Linked DNA regions of Xenopus tropicalis: region 1 is linked to region 2. The links are chromatin contacts, called in public Hi-C maps. All regions are on one chromosome and are shown on one strand. The core of a region is the stretch at or near the end of the contact, and the rest is flanking DNA. Distances in the headings are between cores, read along the strand shown. Region 1 holds the start of fbxo25 (F-box protein 25). Region 2 holds the start of uggt1 (UDP-glucose:glycoprotein glucosyltransferase 1).

What was found. Hi-C and Micro-C count contacts between places; a contact is called where the count stands out from the background.
Region 1: a Hi-C map of neurula embryo shows a contact between it and region 2, with 4 times the contacts expected there. The contact joins the promoter of fbxo25 here to the promoter of uggt1 in region 2. A contact is called at or near these places in 4 of 5 Hi-C or Micro-C datasets (gastrula embryo, liver, neurula embryo and 1 more).

Annotation. Positions count from the first base shown.
Region 1 is chr5:133,482,661-133,487,530 of UCB_Xtro_10.0, reverse strand. fbxo25 (F-box protein 25) reads left to right here and starts at 3,251. Exons shown (of 10, transcript NM_001030531.1): 1 at 3,251-3,319.
Region 2 is chr5:133,322,250-133,327,698 of UCB_Xtro_10.0, reverse strand. It overlaps uggt1 (UDP-glucose:glycoprotein glucosyltransferase 1), which reads left to right and starts at 2,661. Exons shown (of 41, transcript XM_002936298.5): 1 at 2,661-2,766.

The DNA of each region.
Region 1 (4,870 bases), core at 2,002-4,501, 160 kb before region 2:
GCAGCCCTATCGGTAAAAAACGATCAACATGACCTATAGGGAACTTTTAGGGGCTGATTTACTAACCCACGAATCCGACCCGAATTGGAAAAGTTCCGACTTGAAAACGAACATTTTGCGACTTTTTCGTATGTTTTGCGATTTTTTCGGATTCTGTACGAATTTTTCGTTACCAATACGATTTTTGCGTAAAAACGCGAGTTTTTCGTATCCATTACGAAAGTTGCGTAAAAAGTTGCGCATTTTTCGTAGCGTTAAAACTTACGCGAAGAGTTGCGCATTTTTCGTAGCGTTAAAACTATTTATTGGGCCTGTGTAGGGGGTTGTTTGGGCCTCTTTCGCAAAACATACGAAAAAATCGCAAAGTACCGATCATTACGAAAAAAACGCAATCGGACTCCATTCGACCCGTTCGTGGGTAAGTAAATCAGCCCCTTAGTGTACATTCATATTTTGAAAAGTATTTTTTTAGTGTCACTGTCACTATAATAAATGTTGGCAGTTTGCATAATTATGTCCATTTTTGCATGACCGCCCTATGGTTATGGCTAAAAATGAGCCCTAATCTCCCTAGGAGGACATATTTTATTTTAACATAAAGGTCCCTGGGTGAGGCAAAAAAAACTGCACAGAGACCAGGGCCAGAACTAGAGGTTGGCAGAAGAGGCACCTGTCTAGGGCATACCCCCCAACTGTCCCGCTTTAAGCGGGACAGTCCCGCTTTCTATAGCTCATCCCGCTGTTCCGGATAGTTCCCTGAATGTCCCGCATTTTCGTAATAGATTACGGAAATGCAGGACATTCATAGAAGGATCCGTGACAACGGGATGAGAGGGCTTAAGCTGAGCGCTCCGACTCCTTCCGCTGCTTCTCTCCTGTGGCTCCTTCGCCGGCGGTCCCTTGCCCTTTTATAAGGTTGCGCCTGTGCGTAATGACGTCACACGTACACACGGGGCGCAACCTTATAAAAGGGCCAGGGACCGCTGGCGAAGGAGCCACAGGAGAGAAGCAGCGGAAGGAGTCGGAGCGCGTATGGGGGCTCTGTGTTTGGGGGCCTCTGTGTATGGGGGGCTCTGTGTATGGGGTGCTCTGTGTATGGGGGGCCTCTGTGTATGGGGGGCTCTGTGTTTGGGGGGCACTGTGTTTGGGGGGCACTGTGTTTGGGGGGGCACTATGTATGGGGGGCACTGTGTATGGGGGGGCTCTGTGTATAAAGGGTACTGTATATAAAGGGTACTGTGTATGGGGGGTACTGTATATGGGGGGGCTCTGTGTATGAAGGGCACTGTGTATGGGGGGGCTCTGTGTATAAAGGGTACTGTATATAAAGGGTACTGTGTATGGGGGGTACTGTATATGGGGGGGCTCTGTGTATGAAGGGCACTGTGTATGGGGGGGCTCTGTGGGCTTCCTTAGTAGTACAGTATGAGGGTATAGCACATTTGCATCTGATCCCGCCATTTCAACTATATAAAAGGAGTATTTTTAGAAAAAAATGGGGTGTGTTAATTGGGGCGTGGTCACAAAAGTGGGCGTGGCCAAAAATTGCCGCGCTGCACGCCCCAAATCTTTTTGTCCCTCTTTTTGTTTTTCAAATGTTGGGAGGTATGGTCTAGGGCACAACAGTGAGAGGGCGCTAGGCAAGTACCTCTGTGACAACCCCTAGTCTGGGACCTCTTACCTGGCCCGGTGACTGTGCGCCGTGCTCCCCCCTATACAGCGTCCCTGCGTGTGTGTGCGTTCCTTCGTGCACGCGTATGGGGGGGTGGGTTGAAGTGATGAGGTTGAGGTGGCCAGTCGGATCAGCTAGGGGGTCTGCCTCTGACCGAGATTTTGCGTATGCCTTTTCAACAGCGATTCACTTTATTGCCCATGGGAAGGCATTTCGGGGAGATCAGTTGCCCGCAGTAGCTGATATTTAACCTTGGGAGACTAATCTCCCCATGGGCCATAAACCTTAGAGACTGAAGCTAGTGAGATTTGGAGCCAGCTATAGGCAGTGGGATGAAATGATCAGTAGGTGGCGCTGTTGTTTCTCATTCATTTATTAGCAGTTTACAAATTGCTCATATCTTGAAAACTTGAATAATAATAATGAATTTAAATTGTAAAAGTGTTGATTAGAGCAAGCTGGGCAAATTGCATCAATTTGTTTTCAGTGTCTATATTTCCTTTAATGATTGCTGAGAACTATCTTAGACTGTAAGCTCTACTGGGCAAGTTTACCTCCTTCCTCCTGTCTCTTTACTAGTTATTAACATTGGACACAAACCGCCGGTAATGTTGCCCATAACAACCAATCAGATCTTTGCTTTTGTTTTCTAACTTGTAGGTGACTGTTGAAATCTAATTGCTGATTGGTTGCTATGGGCAACATCACCAGTATTGTTTGTCTCCAGTATTAATAAATAGGTTATTCTTTGGGTAATTAGGGTTGACACCTGTCCGATTTTGACCGGGAGATGTAGATGGTTTGCGCCATGTTGGCGTGACACGCCCCACCACTCGCCTCCCCTTTGTCAAGGTTTATAACCCAACAAAGATGGCAACCCTATGTGCAGTTGTACTTTGCCTTTATTATTGTATTAACCCCAATGCAATCTATTATTAATAATGAGACACTGGAAAACCCAGGCAAACCCAGGAAAGAAGAACTCCCCAACATTTTCTGATGAGATTTCACTTTACAGCATTGATGAGAATCAGATTTTGTAGCTGACAAAAAGGCCTCAGGGACCAGAAGGCCGGACCTTAACCTGAGAGAAGTAACTATAAAGGCCCAGACTGGCTCTATAACTATAAAGGCCCAGACTGGCTCTATAACTATAAAGGCCCAGACTGGCTCTATAACTATAAAGGCCCAGACTGGCTCTATAACTATAAAGGCCCAGACTGGCTCTATAACTATAAAGGCCCAGACTGGCTCTATAACTCCCACACAATGAAGCCTTCTCTTCACCAAGAAGCCTATGTCCCATTTCATTCGTGTTTGTGACATACAAGGAAGTTATTCGCGTTACTAGCGCCTTTCAGGTACTGAAACAGTTAACTGGAACCCATAACCCGACCCAACAACAACAACAACAACACGTGGTCGGCGTGACGTAGCCTGACAGGCCGTCATGTTTTTGTTCTTTATCCAATCGCAGGCAGGCATAGCAGGTTCGTTTGGGCGGGGACCTCCTTATTGTAGCCAATCACGGAGCGCCGAGGGCGGGTTGCTGGGGGTTTCACCGTAACCACAATAAAGCGAAAAGAGACAGCTGCTTCCGCTAACGGGATCCGACCTGCTCCGATGTAGCGAGAGGGAAAGAGACAGGTTTGTGTGAGCTTCCGCCTCGTTTGTTGGGTAGGACTCCCGGGGCCCAGACAGCTGCTGGCGGCCTACAGTGAAAGTTGCAGAGCAGCAACAGGTTCCAGAGGAGCTTTCCCTATGTACTGTGGGGCTTGTTCTCTAACACTGAACTCATTCGCAGCCGGACAGTAACCCATCACTGTATTTTGTACATGAAGCTACACAGTAACTGGCTGCTTTGGTTTACTGCACTGCTGCAAATGTGCCCTGTGTTACCTCTCTCCACCCTGCAGTTTGCCCTGGGGCAGGGAGGGTAGGGTTATACACCCAGGTATAACGGCATGGCAATATAGATATATAGTCACTTTCAGTCTTGTATATAATATATATCACCTTTTCTTCCTACTCAACAACATAATACCAAGGGGTTATGTAATACATGGGGCAAAGTTTGTTCTAGGCTGAGTCACCTTTAGCAACCAATCAGCAGTGAGCATTTTCTGGTCACCTGTCCTAAAGCAAAGGCTTCTATGGGTTACTGCAGATCAGCAGAACTTGAGCACTTTATTACATTCCCATAAACCCCCATAAGTAATAGAAGGCACTAAGGAGCAGTAACACTTAGCAACCAGTAAGATGTAAACAGGTGACCTGTAAATGCTACCTGCTGATTGGCTGCTATGGGTCACTGCTCCTGGGCAACTGTAGTGCCTTTTATTACCTCAAAAGTGTTTATACATGGACATTTTGGGTTGGGGGCTTGGGTATCGAGTAGCTGCTGTTACTCAACAGATATACCTAAAGGAGTCCATAGTTCCCGTAGCCAGATGCACTTGTTGGGTGCGCCACTAATCAAATAAGGAAATTGATACACTTCCAACTGGCTGTTAATCAGTGACTTTCACTTCTCAAGGCAGGGGCATGAATTGCAGTGTTTATTTTTAAGGAGCCTCGTAAGGTCCCTTATTGTTTGTAGGTACCAAGGCATCCTGCAGGCTCAATAAGCAAACCCTTGCCTTGGAAAATTATAGGGGTGCTAGTACTTCTTCTAAGAACTTACTCATTGTGCACCAAATCTTTTTGATAGAGGCGACATTCAAGTATACATACAGTATGTACCTATGACATTTCTGCATTTTACATGTGTGCCGGCCCTCAGGGACCTCATAAGGTCCCTTAATCTTTGTAGGCATCAGGGCACCCACTAAGCTATAGAGCTGAAGGGCTTGTCATCACCCAGATGCACCATCAGACCCACATTAAGGCAAATGCCCCTTGGAGAGATTAGTCGCTAACGATAAATCTCTGCTACCGCAGGTGAATAATCTCTCGGAAATACCTTTCCACCGGCAACAAAGTGAATCGCCGCAAAGGCAAATGCATAGCTTTGTCTTTCCGAAGTTGTGCAAAAGTTTTCTCCTGCAGGAGACTTTGTGCGACTGTAAAACGAAGCAATGCATATGCGTTTCTACTGGAATTCATTTTGTTGCTGGTGAAAAGGCATTTTGGAGAGATTAATCACCCAGTGTCAGGGCCGCCATCATGGGGGGGAGAGGGGGTAGTGTTGTGCCGAGT
Region 2 (5,449 bases), core at 1,412-3,911:
TATATTAATGGCACATGTGTTGCGGTTCAGCTGGTTAAAAGTCACTGTGATCAGCACCCTTTAGCTTGGATGGGAAAGGCCAGGCTTATTTACTATTGTACAATAATACAATATATCTTTTTTTCTATTCCCTTCCAATAAATGTAATAATAAAAAATAGATATGCAGGTATAGATTTTTTAAAGGCACCTGCTTATCCAACACTTATTTCTCAAACCAATGGCATAAATATAAGTTGGTCCTCTCTTTGCTGCTTGAACAGACTCTACTTTTCGGAGAAGGCTTTCTGCTAGATGTTGGCATATTATTGGTGGGATTTGCTTCCACTTTACAGCCACAAGAGCATTCGTGAGGTTGGGCACTGATGTTGGGGATTAAGCCTGGCACACAGTGGGTTCCAGTTCATCCCACAGGGGATCAGAGGAGTTGAGGTGAGGGCTCTGTGCAGGCCAGTCAAGTTCTCTCACTCCCATCTCAGCAATGCTTGCTTTGTGCATGGGGTCATTACTGTGCTGAAACAGAAATAAGCCTTTCCCTTACTCTTGCCACAAAGCAGGTAACATGGAATTATCAAGAATGTCAATGTACACCGTAGCCTTAAAGATTTAGCTGTAACCAGGTCACCTAGCCCAAACCATGAATTAAGCTCCAGGCCATTATTTTTCCTCCGCTGAAAGTGAGCATTACAAATGTAACCCTATCTTAGCCAGTATTTGCCAATTCCGACCAGTAAGTATGAGCACGGCCACATGTGACTCCAAGACACAGGCGGGGCCTTCGCAAAATGGAAGGTTTGCACTTATGAGATGTTGCAGAACTACAACAACTCTCCACTGCCACAGATTGTATATAATGTAATTATGGACGCCAGAGCTTTTCTATTTAACTAGAACTTGGTTTATTGATGGTACACAGCATATGCAGGGTTAATACTCACAGCTTTGAGGTAGAATGGCACAAGTGTTAAATGCAGTTGCAAAATAGTAGAACAGAGTAGCACCACGGTGGAGACAGATGTGGGATAATAGCCAGAAGTCCCAAGGGTGTCTACCTTTACTGGACGGATCCCTACAGCCAACGGTGGTTCAGCCCTGAACTGAAGGTGCCCATACACTATAAGATCCGCTCGCTTGGCGATGTCGCCAAGCGAGCGGATCTTCGCCCGATATCCCACCTACAGGTGGGCGATATCGGGTAGCAAGTAACTTAAAAAAAAAAATAATCCGATCGTTTGGCCCTGGGGCTAAATGATCGGATTACATTTGTGGTTATGGGGCAGTCGGTTCGGGGACCGCATCAATGAGCCGATGTGGTCCCCAATCCGACCGGATTTTCTAACCTGGCCGATCGAGATCTGGCCAATTTCAGGCCAGATATCGGTTGGCCAGGCAGCTCTGTTCTGCCCATACACGGGCCGATTAGCTGCCGAATCGGTCCAAGGGACCAAGAGTCTAACCTGCAGATAACTTCACCTCACTCACGGGGTCCCTGACTTATGATCACTAGATGGATTGGCTTCCTCTGGGGTACAGGCTTCTGGGCCTAGTTGAGATCCCAGGCTCAATGTGCAAACTTCTGTTGGTGATAGAAATGCCAAAGAGGAAGTACCCACACCCTGCATTACACTATATTGAAGCTTACAGGAAGTGGTCACCCCAGCTAAGGGCCAATAAATGAATAGATGCAAAAGTTGAAACATTACATTCTGCTCAGTAACAGCAGATAATAAAGTGTACGGCTAAGACCATAGGGAGCTTTAACCCTATGGGTCCCTACACAAATTTAGGTTGGTAAAGTTCTACTAGCATCCCCCAATATGAGACATGTCTATCAGTGTGGCTACTTGCCCTTTACAAACCAATGCACCCAACAAATTTAACTTGCCCTCACAAACAGGGCTTGTTTGCCCATATATTACGGTATGTTTAAGGTGCCCAAGTAACACCGTCATCTCTGGCCTCTTCTACACTCATTTACATTTGATTAATACAGAATTCCAATATAATGTTAGTATGCTTTTTATAAAATTATTTGTTTTAGGTTTTTGGGGGTCAGCATAATGCTAGGTGCATATAGTACACATAAAATCTCCTAAATTTAGCAAAGATTTTCTGATTGATAGTTTGGCATAAAAACATGTTACCCAGATAGTTACTTTCCAAAAACATCCGGTGGGGTTACCCTGTTGACATGGGGCGTTTGGCCATGAACTATGCCAGTCTCCAGTTTCATGATTTAAAAGTGTATTTATTTATTTTGGGAGTGGGTTTTTGAGTCACTGGGGAGACATAAGGCGTTTCAAATTGGGCTAAATACAGTTATTGACAGCACCACTTGCTCAAGACAATAACTTAAATTAATCTCCTCAAGACAAATGTACTCCCAGCCCTTCAGGTCCGCCTGAACTCAAACTTTTCATTTAGCCCCACCCCTTCCCACGTCCTACGTTCTCTTCTAAGCTTAGTCACCAATATACATTCCCTGCGCCATGTTTACTAAGGGCGCCTAAACATACATCCCCCTGGTTTTTTACTCACTGATTCGATTCGTTCCCCCAACTTTTACCCCCGAGCATTGCCATCTGCAGTGAAACACAGCAAGGCGAAGTACAATTTATTCTGATTGTTGCTGCAATCTCATCCCACAGCGACCCTTAGACAAAATGGCCGCCGCTGCGCTGGCAGGGCAAGCTCATTTCCAGGAAAGGGGCGGAAGAGGAAGTGGCGTTGGGGGACAGAGCTTTTTAGAAAGAAAGAGCCGGTATTCGTGAGTATCTTGTGTTGTTTTTATTTTGCCTTTTGAATGGCCACAAGGAGAGAGGATGGAGAGTGAAATAGAATAATTTGCGCATTCTCTGTTATCTGGCTTTATACTGAGCTTGTGCTTTTGTACCTAATGTGCTTAGATAGGCACACCTCTAGTGCAGCCTGCTTGTTGCACTGCATGGGGCAAGAATGGTGATATGTAGGGCTGCTTGTAGGGTTCAGCAGGGAGGGCAGTTGCCAAGGGTTCCCTACATGATAACAGGGGCCCTTTACATGGTAGAAGGAAAACAGATACACATGCAAAGCAAATATTTTAGAAGGTTGTCAGGTGGGTTGTAGTATGTTCAGCACATGCCCTACTGCTTGCACTCATGTTGAACAAGAGGGTATACTGCCTCTTTAATGGCTCATACAGTGGTGATTTTCAATTGATTCAATTGAAACTGGGATATACTTGAGTCAGCTGGATCCAGGGCCGCCGCTCCCTATAAGCAGAGTACTTAGTCTGCATAGGGCACCAACTCCCAGGGGGGCACCATCCCAGCTGCTCCAAAAAAAAACCAAAACATTTTTATATATTATAACATACCCCCCAACACTGTCTCGCCAGTTTTTATAGCGCATCCCGCTGTCCCGGATAGTTCAATCAATCTATGGGGGCTCTTGGGGGCACTTACTAGGGGGGCATTGTCTATGGGGGCAATTGGGGGCACTGTGTGTGGGGCCCCTATAGTAGCTGTTTTTTTTTTTATTTTATTTTTACTTCCGTAATATTTGGGGGAGGGGGCACAAAAGTAAATTTCTGCTTAGGGCACCCATTTGGCCAGCAGCGGCCCTGGCTGGATCACAGGCAGCCCATGCGTTGGCTCGCAGGCAGCCCATGCGTTGGCTCGCAGGCAGCCCATGCGTTGACTCGCAGGCAGCCCATGCGTTGAATCACAACTTGTTCTGCATTTTCTGTTTGATATCCACTGCTATGTTGGACCAATTGACTGATTTGCTCAAACTCTGATCTAATGGTCTGAATTGTATGGTACAACTAAACCTCACATTTGACTGCAGGTCAGTGACCAAAGCTATAGGCATAACCTGCTGTCATCCTACTGGGCTGATCAAAACCTCCATTGTGCTAGAGACCTGTATATAAATAACTAGTTAGGTCATTGCACCCCTGTATTCTGCTGTTTCTTATTAGGTGGCCACTTTGGGTTTGCCTATTAAAAAGGGAGACATCAGATCAACCAAACTTTCCAAATGTAGGCTTGTGGGCTTGTATATATCTATCAGCATAGCCGAGGACTTAAAGGGTTGGTTTACCTTCAAGTTAACTTTTAGTATGTTATAGAATGACTTATTCCTAGCTACTTTGCAGTTGGTTTCCATTATTTATAGTTTTTTAATTATTTGCCTTCCTCATCTGCCTCATTTTAGCTTTCAAATGGGGGGCACTGGCCCCGGCAATCAAAAACTATTACCCTGTAACCCAACAATTTTATTGTTATCTTTTATTATCTTTCTATGCAGGTCCTCTCCTATTCATATTCCTGACTCTCATTCAACCAACTTGCTGGTTGCTAGGATAAATAAGACCTGTTAATATCTGTTGAAGTACCAAACTGGAGAGCCGCTGAACAAAAAGCTAAATAACTTAAAAACCAAAAAAGAAAAAATTGAAAACCATTTGCAAATTGTCTTAGAATGACAATTGTTACATCATGGTAAAGGTAAATTAAAAGGCCAAATGTTAGGCACCCCCCAGTGATTGTAATCACTTACCTCATACCTTGGGCTGGTGCGTCTGGGGTACCTGATCGTGAGCGATCCTCTTCCTTCTATCTTCTTTCTTCACAATCATGGGCCGGTACACATGCAGTAGCGTGAAAAAAACGGTTGTTTGTTAAAGTTCAGCTTTTTACTCTACTGCACATGTGCAACCGGAGGGAAGGAGGAAGAGGATCACTCCCTCGCATGTTTCCCAGTCTGGTGCAGTTTTCTGCTTATAGGAGCACGAGCCTGGAGTATCAGGTAAGTAATTACAATCACTGGGTAACTGAACCAGAGACTTTTTTGTAAGGCATAATCATTTTAATATAACCTGGTGCTCAGATATATAGTGTATCATGTCACCGGCTCATTGCACTGAAAATGTTGGAAAGCACTAGTAAGGAATAAGATAGTCACTGAAATGTGTGCATGGGCCTCGTTGTCTCAGCCAGAACTCTGCCACACAAAATTCACAGAGATTGATTCATTGTTAACATTTATGTCCACTGACGAGCTGAGGGGTAGATAACTTGGCAGGGGCTTGTCTGCTCAGCCACAAGAAGGAGTGGCATTGCTTACCGGAAAATGTCACAGATGGTTTGCTGACATTAACATGGCCATGCACAGGCCAACAAAAGCTTATGTGCCGGTGTGTGGCCCCTGCTGAAGGCATGTCCAACTAATACCTGGAATATGCATTCAGCATTACACTGTACATAACAGAATACATTAGCCATTTTGCAAATTGATTAGAGAAAACCACACATTTTGTAATCACTGTTGTACCTTTATATTACCTATATGTATTGTGCCATTTAGCCTATAGCCAGCAGTGTTATTGGTATTGCAGTTTTTCTGTATTATCAGGTGCACATCACTGGTGAATAAGCCCCGACAGTTGATTTTCTTGACTGAAGCTC